2 separate regions of the Sus scrofa genome follow, and region 2 is linked to region 1. Evidence: chromatin contacts called from public Hi-C data. All regions are on one chromosome and are shown on one strand. Each heading gives the region's core, a stretch centred on a gene start, on an enhancer-like site or on the middle of the called end of the contact. The rest is flanking DNA. Distances are from core to core; before and after follow the strand shown. Region 1 has its middle 300 kb from the start of TRNAE-UUC. Region 2 has its middle 620 kb from the start of TRNAE-UUC.

Evidence for each region. A called contact is a pair of places that touch in the nucleus more often than the background predicts.
Region 2: a Hi-C map of fetal heart ventricle shows a contact between it and region 1, with 2.3 times the contacts expected there. The contact joins two enhancer-like sites. A contact is called at or near these places in 2 of 47 Hi-C or Micro-C datasets (fetal heart ventricle and heart right ventricle).

The regions. Positions count from the first base shown.
Region 1 is chr1:23,671,215-23,676,888 of Sscrofa11.1, forward strand. No RefSeq gene overlaps it. Among named protein-coding and RNA genes, the nearest start is that of TRNAE-UUC, 300 kb to the left of the region's middle. Within about 2 kb of position 1,542, at least 21 of the 83 cell types and tissues checked have an H3K27ac peak or open chromatin away from gene starts, as enhancers often do.
Region 2 is chr1:23,994,657-24,000,758 of Sscrofa11.1, forward strand. No RefSeq gene overlaps it. Among named protein-coding and RNA genes, the nearest start is that of TRNAE-UUC, 620 kb to the left of the region's middle. Within about 2 kb of position 4,180, at least 14 of the 83 cell types and tissues checked have an H3K27ac peak or open chromatin away from gene starts, as enhancers often do.

The DNA of each region.
Region 1 (5,674 bases), core at 292-2,791:
TTGAGAAGTTATGCAGTGCCCAATATTTGCGCACATCCCACTAGCAAATAATTGCCGTTTTGAATTGTGCCCCTGGCATCAATGTTTGTTATGACTGAGAACTAGGCAAGATGCTAATTTTGTTCTCTGTTTAATTGAAGTGAACATCACTTTACTAATAAAGTGACTCAAGCAAGCAACTATAGAAACAACATTCAGATAGGAATAGTCAAAACAAATGCAATCTGTTTCAGGCATTAATGGCTTTATTATTTGCTTTATAAATTTATTTGGGACACAGAATAACAGGAAGAATGGCTTTGGTTGAATAATCCTGGCAAGAATAAAAACTATGAAAAAACAAAGAGTTTCTTCTAAACATACTCTGCCTGACAGAAATTTCCCTATAGTTTCAGCAAGTGTTGAATGTTTTTCTTCCCTAGGCTAGAAAAACCCCGGAATATACTGCCTCCTGTTGAGTCATTTTTGAATAAAGCAGCAGGGGATTACCAACAGTCTCAGACCCAGTAATAGATTTTAGTGGACAGAGATGTCCCTGTAAGAAGCATAGGAACAGCTGGCTCCAAATCATCTCTTAGAATCTAAATCCACTTAACAATGGGAGTGAAAAATGGCATGTTAAGGGTTGATTAAGAAGGGTTGCCAAGGTAGACCAGGAGAGAAGCAGCAAAGGAAGGAGAACTAGGAGGAAGTATCTGACTTTTAAGTATGGTAATTAGTATTTTCTGAAGTCACACCTCCCTGTTGTCCGATGAAATGCTGACAGTAGTAACTGAGAGTAGCTTCTTTACTGTAATAGCACAACATGATGCCAGCAGCTCTTTAACAGTACTCTCTGCTTATCCATTGGGCTCAGAGTCAGAAAACAAAACATGACTCGAGAGGCAGCAGTAATTTGATGAGCCAGCACAAACTCTACCTGCATGGAATGCTGTGGTCATAGGGGCTATTCTGCTGCCAGCAATTAAAAATTAACCTTGGCATTTTCAAAAAAGAAGGTAGCTATTCATATGCAGCTCCTTTCCTGCTTGACAACATATCTAAAAAGCAGCTGCTTTCTCAAGTCAAGACAGTTACGCACAATGAACCTCTTTTGTGTGCAATGTGCAGAGCTAGGTCGTTAACACACCTGCCAGAATACAAGGGAAGAAGAAAAAAGAAATCTTTTCTGTTGGTAAACTCATTCATTTAAGATATTCAGGTTCACAGTGCTGTCCTTTGAACACCCCAATTACCTCCTCTTGCCCTTACAAACGAGTGGTGTGAATTTTAATCAGCTGGAATGCAATCAAGGACTGAAATAAATAGTGTTGTTAAATCATTTTTACGGAGAAAAGCAACTCACATACCTAAGCTATATGTATCTCTGGTTTTCACAAGGGTGGAATGCCCTTGCTATGGACCGAAACAAACAATGTTTTATTTTTGTTTCAACCTCTGTTGACTTTCCTCTCCATTCCTTTCCCCTCCTATGCCAGAGCCTCAGTTCTGAGAATAATTAGCAACACCCACTGGTGATAACAGGGCCACGGCAACCTAACAGCGATATCTTGCCGGCGCCAGCTGTGCTTCAGTATTTATTTATTAAGATCACAATATTTACACAGTATGAACTCGTTGAGATGGTGGGGGATTGAGCAATGCTCCAGCAGCAAAATTTCCTCTGTATGTTTAATGGAGAAGAAAAAACCTTTTAGGCTGTGTACTGTTTATTTCTTTGGATAGAAAATTCAAGTTTCTAATTCCAGTCGAGTCCTGTTTTCTAGCAGTTTGGTGTATAGACCCAGGAGAGGCTTGGCAGACATGCACTGCAGTGGCTGCTGCTGTGAAACCTGCTTGTCTAACACAGAGGGGAGGCTTAGAGCTGCTGCAGATGCATGGACTGACACAGCAAAGATGTCAGGCATCTGGTTTTCAGGGCTGATAATTCCACTGGGCCCAGATCTGTAACTGAACAATCTAGACATTTGCCCAGAATCCCTCTTGACTTGCATTATTATATCTTTTCATTTGCTCTCCTGCAAGGACCTGTTAACATGGCAGTAAGCAACATGTGCTGTGATGTCCATCTGCTGAGTGAGTTGCTATGTAAAGCTCTAACACAGAGAGAATTTTTGGTGTACAGGGAAATTGTAGGGCTTCAATTTGGGAGAAAAAGAGTGAAAGGTATATTTTAGGCGAGAAAGAAATTAATGGCAGGAACAAAGAGTGTATATATACATATATATTTCAGCATGTGGTACTTCCTGATGTTTGTCTTGGAGTTCTTCAGGGAAAAGTTGGTTCAACTTTTGCGATGTTAATATTGCTGATCAATGAGCATAAATCATGATAGGATGGGAGATGTTTGGGATTTTCTTTTATCATACTGAGCTCAAACAAATTGTCTAACTTTTATGCATTTTCACTTTATCACATCCTAAACCTAAAAAAGATATATTTATTACCAAGCCAATTCAGTATTTTTAAAAACATTGGCTTAATATTTTTAAGTATTTTGAATATGGGGTCTTAAGGTATTTACATAAATAGACTGAATTAATTAATAAATTATATTAAATGGTAATTAATATAAGAATGTCCTGTCAATATTGAAAGAATTTAGCTTTGTTGACAAGTAATAATAAGGTAGATTATCCTATTTAAAATATTTTATATAATTATTATGTGTCTAACTTTTACATTACATATTATAAAATGTATTATATCTAATTGTAATAATGTATATATGACTATATAATAATTGCATATAATACACATTATTGATTGATAAATCTTCCTTAAAAGAGTTGCAAATGCAACTCAGTAATGTTGCAAAGTTCATAAATTATAAAGTTATTCTCAAGCACTGGTTATTTTCATGCCAGCCTTAGCCTTTTTAAAAATTAAAAAGAGGATAATGCAGCAGTTCAGTTGACATTTAATATTGTATTGTCCATATCACTTTATTTTTATCAGTCTTATTCCTTTTGTATTATTAAAATATCCCAGAATCATCTAATATGAATAAGAAGTCTAATTCTCTGTTCTATTCTAACTTTTGTTTTAGAAATAGCTGCAAAAAAGACTAGCTACTTTTTGAATAAAATTATTAGTGAAGTAAAATATATGTACCAGGAAGTGAACAGAACATAACAGCACAGAGTGATGAATGCTTTCAATCTGAGTACCTCTGTGTTTCCAGTCACAGATCAAGAAATGCATTAGTACCTGCAAAGAGATGCCGCTTGGACCTCTCACATGCACCACTCAGCCCTCCAAAGTAGCCACTATTTTGATTTCTAAAGGCATAGATTGTTTTGGAGGTCAAGTGAAACAGAAACAAAATAAATAGATCACAGCATTAAACTACTTTAACACTAGGTTGATATTCCAAATGTTAATGCATAAAAGTGATTAAAGTTAGCAAGAAAAATGTCTTTGGATTTTAAGGAAAGATCATACATGCATCCAAATCTCTCTTTTTAAATTTTTTTATGATTTTTATTTTTTCCATTAGAGTTGACGTACAGTGTTCTGTCAATTTCTACTGCACAGAAAAGTGACCTGGTCATATATATATATATTCTTTTTCTCATATTATCCTCCATAATGTACCATCACAAGTCACTAGATACAGTTCCCTGTGCTATACAGCAGGATCTCATTGCTTATCCACTCCAAATGCAATAGTTTGCATCTGTTAACCCCAGACTCCCAGTCCATCCCACTCTCTTTTCCCTGACCACCCCTCCATCAAGCATAAGTCTGTTCTCTAAGTCCAAGTCCATGAGTTCCTTTTCTATGGAAAAGTTCATTTGTGCCATATATTAGATTCCAGATATGAGTGATATCATATTGTATTTGTCTTTCTCTTTCTGACTTACCTCACTTAGTATGAGAGTCTCTAGCTCCATCCATTTTGCTGCAAATGGCATTACAAATATCACTGCTAACAGGGATAGTGTATTTATATTTGGAAAACAAAACAATCCTGTTCTATCTTCACTTGGCTACAGGCAAATTCAGTAAGTTAGAACTACACTGCTGCCTCCAAAACTTATTAGACAGTATAGGTTGTCCTCAAGTTATTTACTTCAGATGTTACCATGCAAGAAGAGTTCCTCAATTCTAGGAAGAAGAAATAGATAAGATGGGAATCTAGACACTGGCTAAAGCCAACATTGTCTCAGTCTTAGTTTTATTCAGTTTCAAATGACTATTTCAAGTATATGTTCAATGGTACTCAGGGTTTTTTAATTCTCAAAAATGGTCAGATTTCTTTAATTTTAATTAAAGTCAGTGATTAAATTCTCAAAAATAAACCATGAAACACACACACACACACACACACACACACACATATATATGTATAGTTTTGATTTGTTTTTTTAGGGCCGCACCCACAACATGTGGAGGTTCCCAGGCTAAGTGTCAAATCGGAGCTACAGCTGCCACCTACGCCAGAGCCACAGCAGTGCCAGATCCGAGCTGCATCTGCAGCCTACACCACAGTGCATGGCAATGCTGGATCCTTAACCCACTGAACGAGCCAGGAGTCAAACCCACAACCTCATGGTTTCTAGTCTGATCCATTTCTGCTGCACCATGATGGGAACTCTGAAACATATTTTTAAATAGTGTTCATATGATGCTGCTTCAAGAAAGATACTAATATATACTTGTGACTTTCTTGTAAATAACTGAGTATATGGAGCCATTTTCTACATAGGAAAGTATGTAGTTCACCCGTACTAACTTAGACAAATAGCTTAATGATTTCATGTAATCCCATGTGGTTATGGGATGGATTTGCGTATATAAGTACATATTTAGCTGTATCCATTATTATATTCCTTGTTGAATGCCTTTTTGTACTTGATATCCTTGATTCTCTTCACCAGTGAAGCAACACCCCAATAAACTTCATGGTGAAATCTTGGACACATTAAAATTCTATAAAAATCTATTTATAGGCATATGGTGTCCAAAGTGAAAGTCAACCAAGCAATCTTTTGTATGTTCAAAATTCTAGATTGAAATTCTCAAAATATATCCACTCTTTGACAGGATATAGTTGAGTGGTCCTAAGGACCATGGATGTTGGGAACATTCAGGACTACTGCTAATGACTAAAATGTTTCAAATATTCATTATTTCAATAATAATTAACCTGCATTCATCAACTAGAATATTACCTAAAATAGAGATGATATAGAATTAATAAGAGCAAGCAAAGATAAAATTGGCTAATCATTATAAATTCTTTGAAAGTGTCTTTTTTCCTTAATCCAACTAAACACAGCTCTTCCTTATCTTCATTCTTTCCATCTCATTAAACATTCATCAAAGATAAGTGATTATTCACAACTTATGACGAAATTTTAATGCATGTGGCCAGACAGTGGGAGGTTGAAAACAATATCCAACAGGCTAAATAGGACAAATTTAGAGCAGTGCCTTATCAGTATAATGTCATTGACGTGATATACTTAGTCTATGTCAGTTCGATTTTGTGATAATTCAAAATGTTAAATTTTTTTATAAAAAGTTCAAGACTGCATGGTATAGAATTTTTTTGTGTTTTGTATTACCACTATAATCAAGGTCTACTGAATTTCTCATATATCATTTTCTTATCTATTTTCTTAACTGATTTGTGTCTTGAGACTAACTATATAACAAATTAATAACT
Region 2 (6,102 bases), core at 2,930-5,429, 330 kb after region 1:
TTCATTATTGTGTAATGCTTAGCCAAAAGATTACAACATACATCATTCATTGACTGATGTCTAATATTTGTGTGTACTTTGGGCTTATTCCTGGGTAATGTAAACACCTTAAAATAATTTAAATCAAGTCATTTTCTCCCAAATTACATACCATTGGAGTCATATTCAATTTAGTCATATTCAATTTTAAATGACACACGGTATCATTATTGCTTATACCATCAATATTTATTTAAAATTACTCTCTTCATTTCTCTAAATTTCCAATAGGGATTATTTGTCTTATACTTGAATAATATTTTTAGTATGTCCTTTATTGTAGATATGTTTGCAGTGAGTTCTCATAACTTTTACTTTTTCTGAAAGATCTTTAGTGACTTTAATTATGCTTATCAATTTGCAGAGGAATAATTTATGTACAATAAATTGTATCCATTTAAAGTACATGAATTTTTGAATTTTGACCGGTATAGAAACCCATGACAATACCACTAAAATCAAGATGCAGAACTATTACATTATCCCCAAAAGATTTTACCACACCTCTCTGTTCCTCTGTTTATCCCTGGACCTAATCAAACTGCTAAGCTTTGTGTCAGTTTAGGTTGGTTTGCATATTACATAAATTATATGTATGTACTTTGTATTGCCTGGCTCTCAAAGCTTCTTCTGCCTCTTATGTAATGAATCCAATAAGCAAACACTTTTTTTTAAAGATTAAATTTATTTTTCTCTAAAGGAAAAAAATACTTTAGAATTTATATTAATCCATAATATCTTTAATCATTTCTCCATAGCTTGAATTCTTTTCTTATTTTATTTAATATTCTTATCTTCTCCGATACCCTGCAATAACTTATCTCACAATTACTTATACACATTCAGAATACATACATGAGATCCGTGAATATTTTTAAGGATTTTAAAAGATCTAAGAAGAAATTTGAATTTTAAAAAATACAACAAATTTATATTATGTACATTTAAGAGCAGTTTCTGACAATGAATTTCCTGACAAGAAAACTATCCCAGACAGAAATAGTAGAGTGTCATGAATCTGTGTACTTCATAGTATTCTATATAGATTCAGTGTCTCTAAAATTAATGTTATTTGAAATGTTTTATAATTAAAGGGCAAAAACATGGATAACATATGAACTTATTTGCCAACATTCGTATATAAAAGTTTTTATCTCTGGAGTTCCCTAGTGGCTCTGCAGGTTAAAGATATGGCAATGTCAGTTCTGTGGCTCAGGTCACTGCTGTGGTGTGGGTTCAGTCCCTGGCCCAGGAACTTTTTCATGCTGTGGGCATGACCAAAAATTTATTTTTCATTTCAGAACTTTAGTTGGTGTTCTTTTATTCATTCAGCAAATATTTCCAACCACCTTCTTTGTTCCAGAACTGTCCTAGATATTATGTGAGTTAGTTCACTTATGTATGTATGTATATATGTATGTATGTATGTTTGCTTTATAGGGCCACACATGCAGAAGTTTCCAGGCTAGGGGTCGAATTGGAGCTGCAGTTGCCAGCCACAGCAATGCCAAATCTGAGCTGTGTATGTGACCTATACCACAGCTCACGGCAATACTGGATTCTTAACCCCCTGAGTAAGGCCAAGCATCAAATCCGCATCCTCATGGATACTAGTTGGGCTCGTTACTGCTGAGCCACAATGGGAACTTCCTGTGTGTATTGCAATAAAGAAAGCAGGCAAAAGTTCTTACCTTCATAAAGCTTATAGTCTCATGAGGGGAAATAGACCATATACCTAAATTTTGAAATATTTGTGGAGGAATAAGTAGTGGGGAAAAATAGAGCTAAAAGGAAAATGAAGAGCACTGACAGGAGAATTGCAATTTAAATAGAATAGTTTTTTTTTTTTTTTTTTGTCTTTTTGCTATTTCTTGGGCTGCTCCTGCGGCATATGGAGGTTCCCAGGCTAGGGGTCGAATTGGAGCTGTAGCCACTGGCCTATGCCAGAGCCACAGCAACGCGGGATCCGAGCTGCATCTGCAACCTACACCACAGCTCACAGCAACGCTGGATCGTTAACCCACTGAGCAAGGGCAGGGACCGAACCTGCAACCTCATGGTTCCTAGTCGGATTCGTTAACCACTGTGCCACGATGGGAACTCCAGAATAGTTTTGTCATCATTGAAATAGTTACATTTTTGAAGGGAAGGTTTTATTTGCATTATAAACTTTTAAAAGCCAAGAAATCAGACTAGGAGAACATGTGTTAGAGTCATTCCATCTGAATGGAAACTGGATGTGTGGCTATTATAGCAGTGGCCCAGACTTCCTTTGAAGATTTCACATAAAGAAATAAATTCTTAATTAACAACAGCACCAGAAGACATGATATAATATGCTTACAGTCTGTTTTTCTATTTTCAAATAACCAATTACAGAAATATTAAAGAAACAATCAAATATAAACTTCAAATACTTAAAGCAGAAAAAAAAAAAAAGTGCAGCGAAGGAAGATATCTTTGATACGGATCAAAGAGGCCACAAAAGGAAACAACAAAATGAATGCACTCAAACTTGGGTGTGTGCGGGCACACACACACACACAACACACACACACACACACACTCACTCACTTAGAATAAGACTAAAACTGATCTTATATTCTTTAACAGTTAATAAAATCCCTGATTTTGATTATAGGATAAGAGGAAAATGTTGGAATGGTTTGGTCGTTACTTGCCTCATGGTAAACTTATACTGTCTTATTCTGATTTCCTAACCATTTGTAGGGAATTAGATATGTGGCCATTGAATAAAAAAAAACTCTGTTGTTTGGTAAAATATGAATCAGGAAATCTTGTTTCTACAAGATCCCACTAAAGGATAATATTTTATTAAAAACATTTTATGAATAGTTAATTTTCAACATTGCCATATGTTTGTTTAAAAGTTCTAATGCAAAATAATGTATTTCTTTTAAGAGAAAATTAGCCTCAATTTTACCTTACTGCAAACTCCGAACCCTTATAAGTCCCCCATACATAACCAGGCCAGCTGATACTTTTTACATAAGAAATATTCATTGAGTTCTTTTTCAATACCATATATCAAGTGAACATGTAAGTGTCCTCATTATTCATGAATCAGACAGCACCCCAAGTGTACCCAGCATTAAATTGCTTTTGAAACATCTATAATCTCTAGAAATGTCTCCTTCCAAGATACATTTTGCAGAGAAACTCAATTTGAATTCTGCATTTACTCTAGCAACACACTCAACAAAAGTCTAAAGATAGATTTGAAGGTCACTTTGACATTGCCCCTTTAAGTAAAACTTTGCTGTATTTATGGAACAAAACCCAGGAATGTTCTGTATGTCACAGCATAAGATTATAAAATGCCCGCACGGTCCTTTTCTGAATAATAATGTAGTAAACTCACCCTCTTGTTAAAAATAGATGCTTGTTCTTTCTAAAACAGAAACAACATACAGCTTTGAAGGAGACAAGCAGAAAGCCATGAAATGAGTCATCAGCTATGTTCAGTTACAGTGGGTTTATCTGTGACTGTGTGTGAAAAACCACTCACCAGAAGTCAGCAAAAGTGCAGCCAATTGCTGAGAGCTAATCATGCTGGGTTATTCTTGGAGGAGGCTGGTGTTTGTCGGGAGTACCGACAGTTACCAATTATTGCCTCCACTTGGCAAAATGAATGGGTCTGAACAGTTATCTTGAAGGTGTTCTCAGCAAGAACTATATTTAAACTGCTTACACCAGTAATTGTGTCTCACTCACCCAATCCCGAGTTTGATCTTAAGTGTTTTACAGTATGGATATAGTAAGCAGTCAAACACACTTACCTTGGGCTTTCAGTGTTCACAGAGTGGATCTGATAAACAACTTGCACTAAAATGCATGCTTTTCAATGTTCTTTTATCTAATTTCTGGTGGGTAGCGTAGGAATGAAAGGTATATTTTTTATCATGTTTGCTGCTGAAGTACTTCGGTATAAATTTATATCATCAAATTGTTAGGGCTGCATTGTTTGCTTCCATTCTTGCCTACCACAGCAAAGAATTGAAAGGGTAGGTACCTTACAGCAAGTTTACTAAAGAGAAGGAACAATCTTAGGGAGAGTGGGCCACCCTGTGAGTAGGGACTGGCCCCATCTTACAGTTGGGTTTTCCTTATATCCCCAAGCTGCATACCTGAGTGGCTAAAGGCTGAATGTTGATTGGTCTCTGTATGGGGCATATTTGATCTTCTGATTGGTCTCAGGCAGGATACCTTATTAGCATGTGGGAAAGGTCACAGGGAAGTTTCCTGGAGAGTCCCCCGATATTGTGCCTGTGTGTGTTCTTACTGCCTCTTAGAGGAAGGGTGAGGAGTGGGCCACATACCTTTCCTAGTAAGGTGGGGGAGGGGGCATTACAATGAGACCAGTGGGGTGATGATAAGGGTAATTCTTGTTTTAGCCTAAGGACTTGCGTTTAATCTCCTTGAAGGGGACTTGAAGCCTAATAAAATCATTTCTAATCCTCATAGAAAGGCACCATAGTGCATAATACTATCTATATGTGGTTTTAAACTGATAATTTATCACAGTTGAGATATAATACTAATTTTGCCTTGGGAAGTATAAATCGATGAAAATAATTCATTTGTTTTATTTCTGTTGATTACCTTGAAGGTACACAACATAAAGGGAAACATTATTGGTGTCTGTAATTATAGGAAAAAAATGTCTCCTTCCTTGTTTGAGTTTGTTGTGGTGATTATTGCTATCAACAGTGTATCAAAGAAGCTTATTACTTTGTGTTGAAACTTTTTGCTTCCAATTTTCCCAAAATGTAAAGAAAAAAAAAAAAACCTTGAATAAATTATGGGTAACATATGATGGCACAAGAAATGTTTAAATGCAAAATAAAAAATAATGAATTAGGACACAAGAGACAGAGGAGTGGATGGCAAATAACCAGCCTTATTCTCACCTGAAGGAAAAGCAGATCAAGGCCTGACTAGTCACTGGGGCTGGCTCATCTCCATTCAAGCCTTACCTCTATGATCAGTGAGGCCATGTGACATTTTCTTCTTTTTTTCCCTCTACTTCTTATTTGCTATTTTAAGCTTGCTGTATTTTACAATGATTCTCAAAGTGTCTATTATTATTCTAGAGGAGAAAATCTACAGGTATAAACAGTTGTTTATTTTGAGGAAAAGTACTTTCATTTTCTATTCATTTTGCTTTTAGCTGGCAGAACAAGGTAAATTTAGGAAAATACAGAGAGCAATAAAGAAGAACTTTGGAAATGAATGGTTCCCATAAAATGATGATCTCCTTTGCTTAAAGTATTTAAAGTACACACAAAAATAAATAATTACATTCTCTGATTCCATTAACTATCAAATGATGCTAAACTGTAAAGAATAATATTGACCAGTTTAATGTTATTTGGTTGGATACCTTATTCTTCCTTAGTTCTTTTTGTCTGTGGTTTGGTAATTAGGTAGAATAAATGAAAATTACATTAAAATGTTTGTTGGTTTGTTTTTGTCATTGATTTAGAAGTAAATTAGTTTCAGACCTTAAGATGGCTCCCTTGAAAATGAATACAGCAGACAATTGCTGCCAGGAAGATGTTCCCAGGGATTGTCTTCATTCACTGTGAAGATAACACAAGATGTGCTACACTTGGGTTCTTTAAATTGGAGCTGTTTTAAAGCAACTCCTAATTGCCTGCTGTGATTTTGTGACATTCCAAATCTTGCTAATGCTTCTTCCACCCAGATTGAGCCTCCCTGCCTTCCTATTGCTAATGAATGACCATATTCACAAGAATCTCTAGAGACATTAAAAACTTTGGTTTATTTAGGGTGAATTTACACAATAATATCAGTTGTCTGTTTTGAACAGAAATAAGAATATGGTCTGATTAATACAGAAAGTAATGCATAAATTTCCAAGCAGCCACATCTCTTGTCAATTTAGCCACTCGATCATTGAAGGAAACAAAATTTTGCATAAGAATGAATCATATGCTTTCTTCTTTCTCAATATTAGCATTCAGTTGAGCAATTTTCCCCAGATGTATTTTATGACCAACTTTCCTTTGCTCAAGAAGT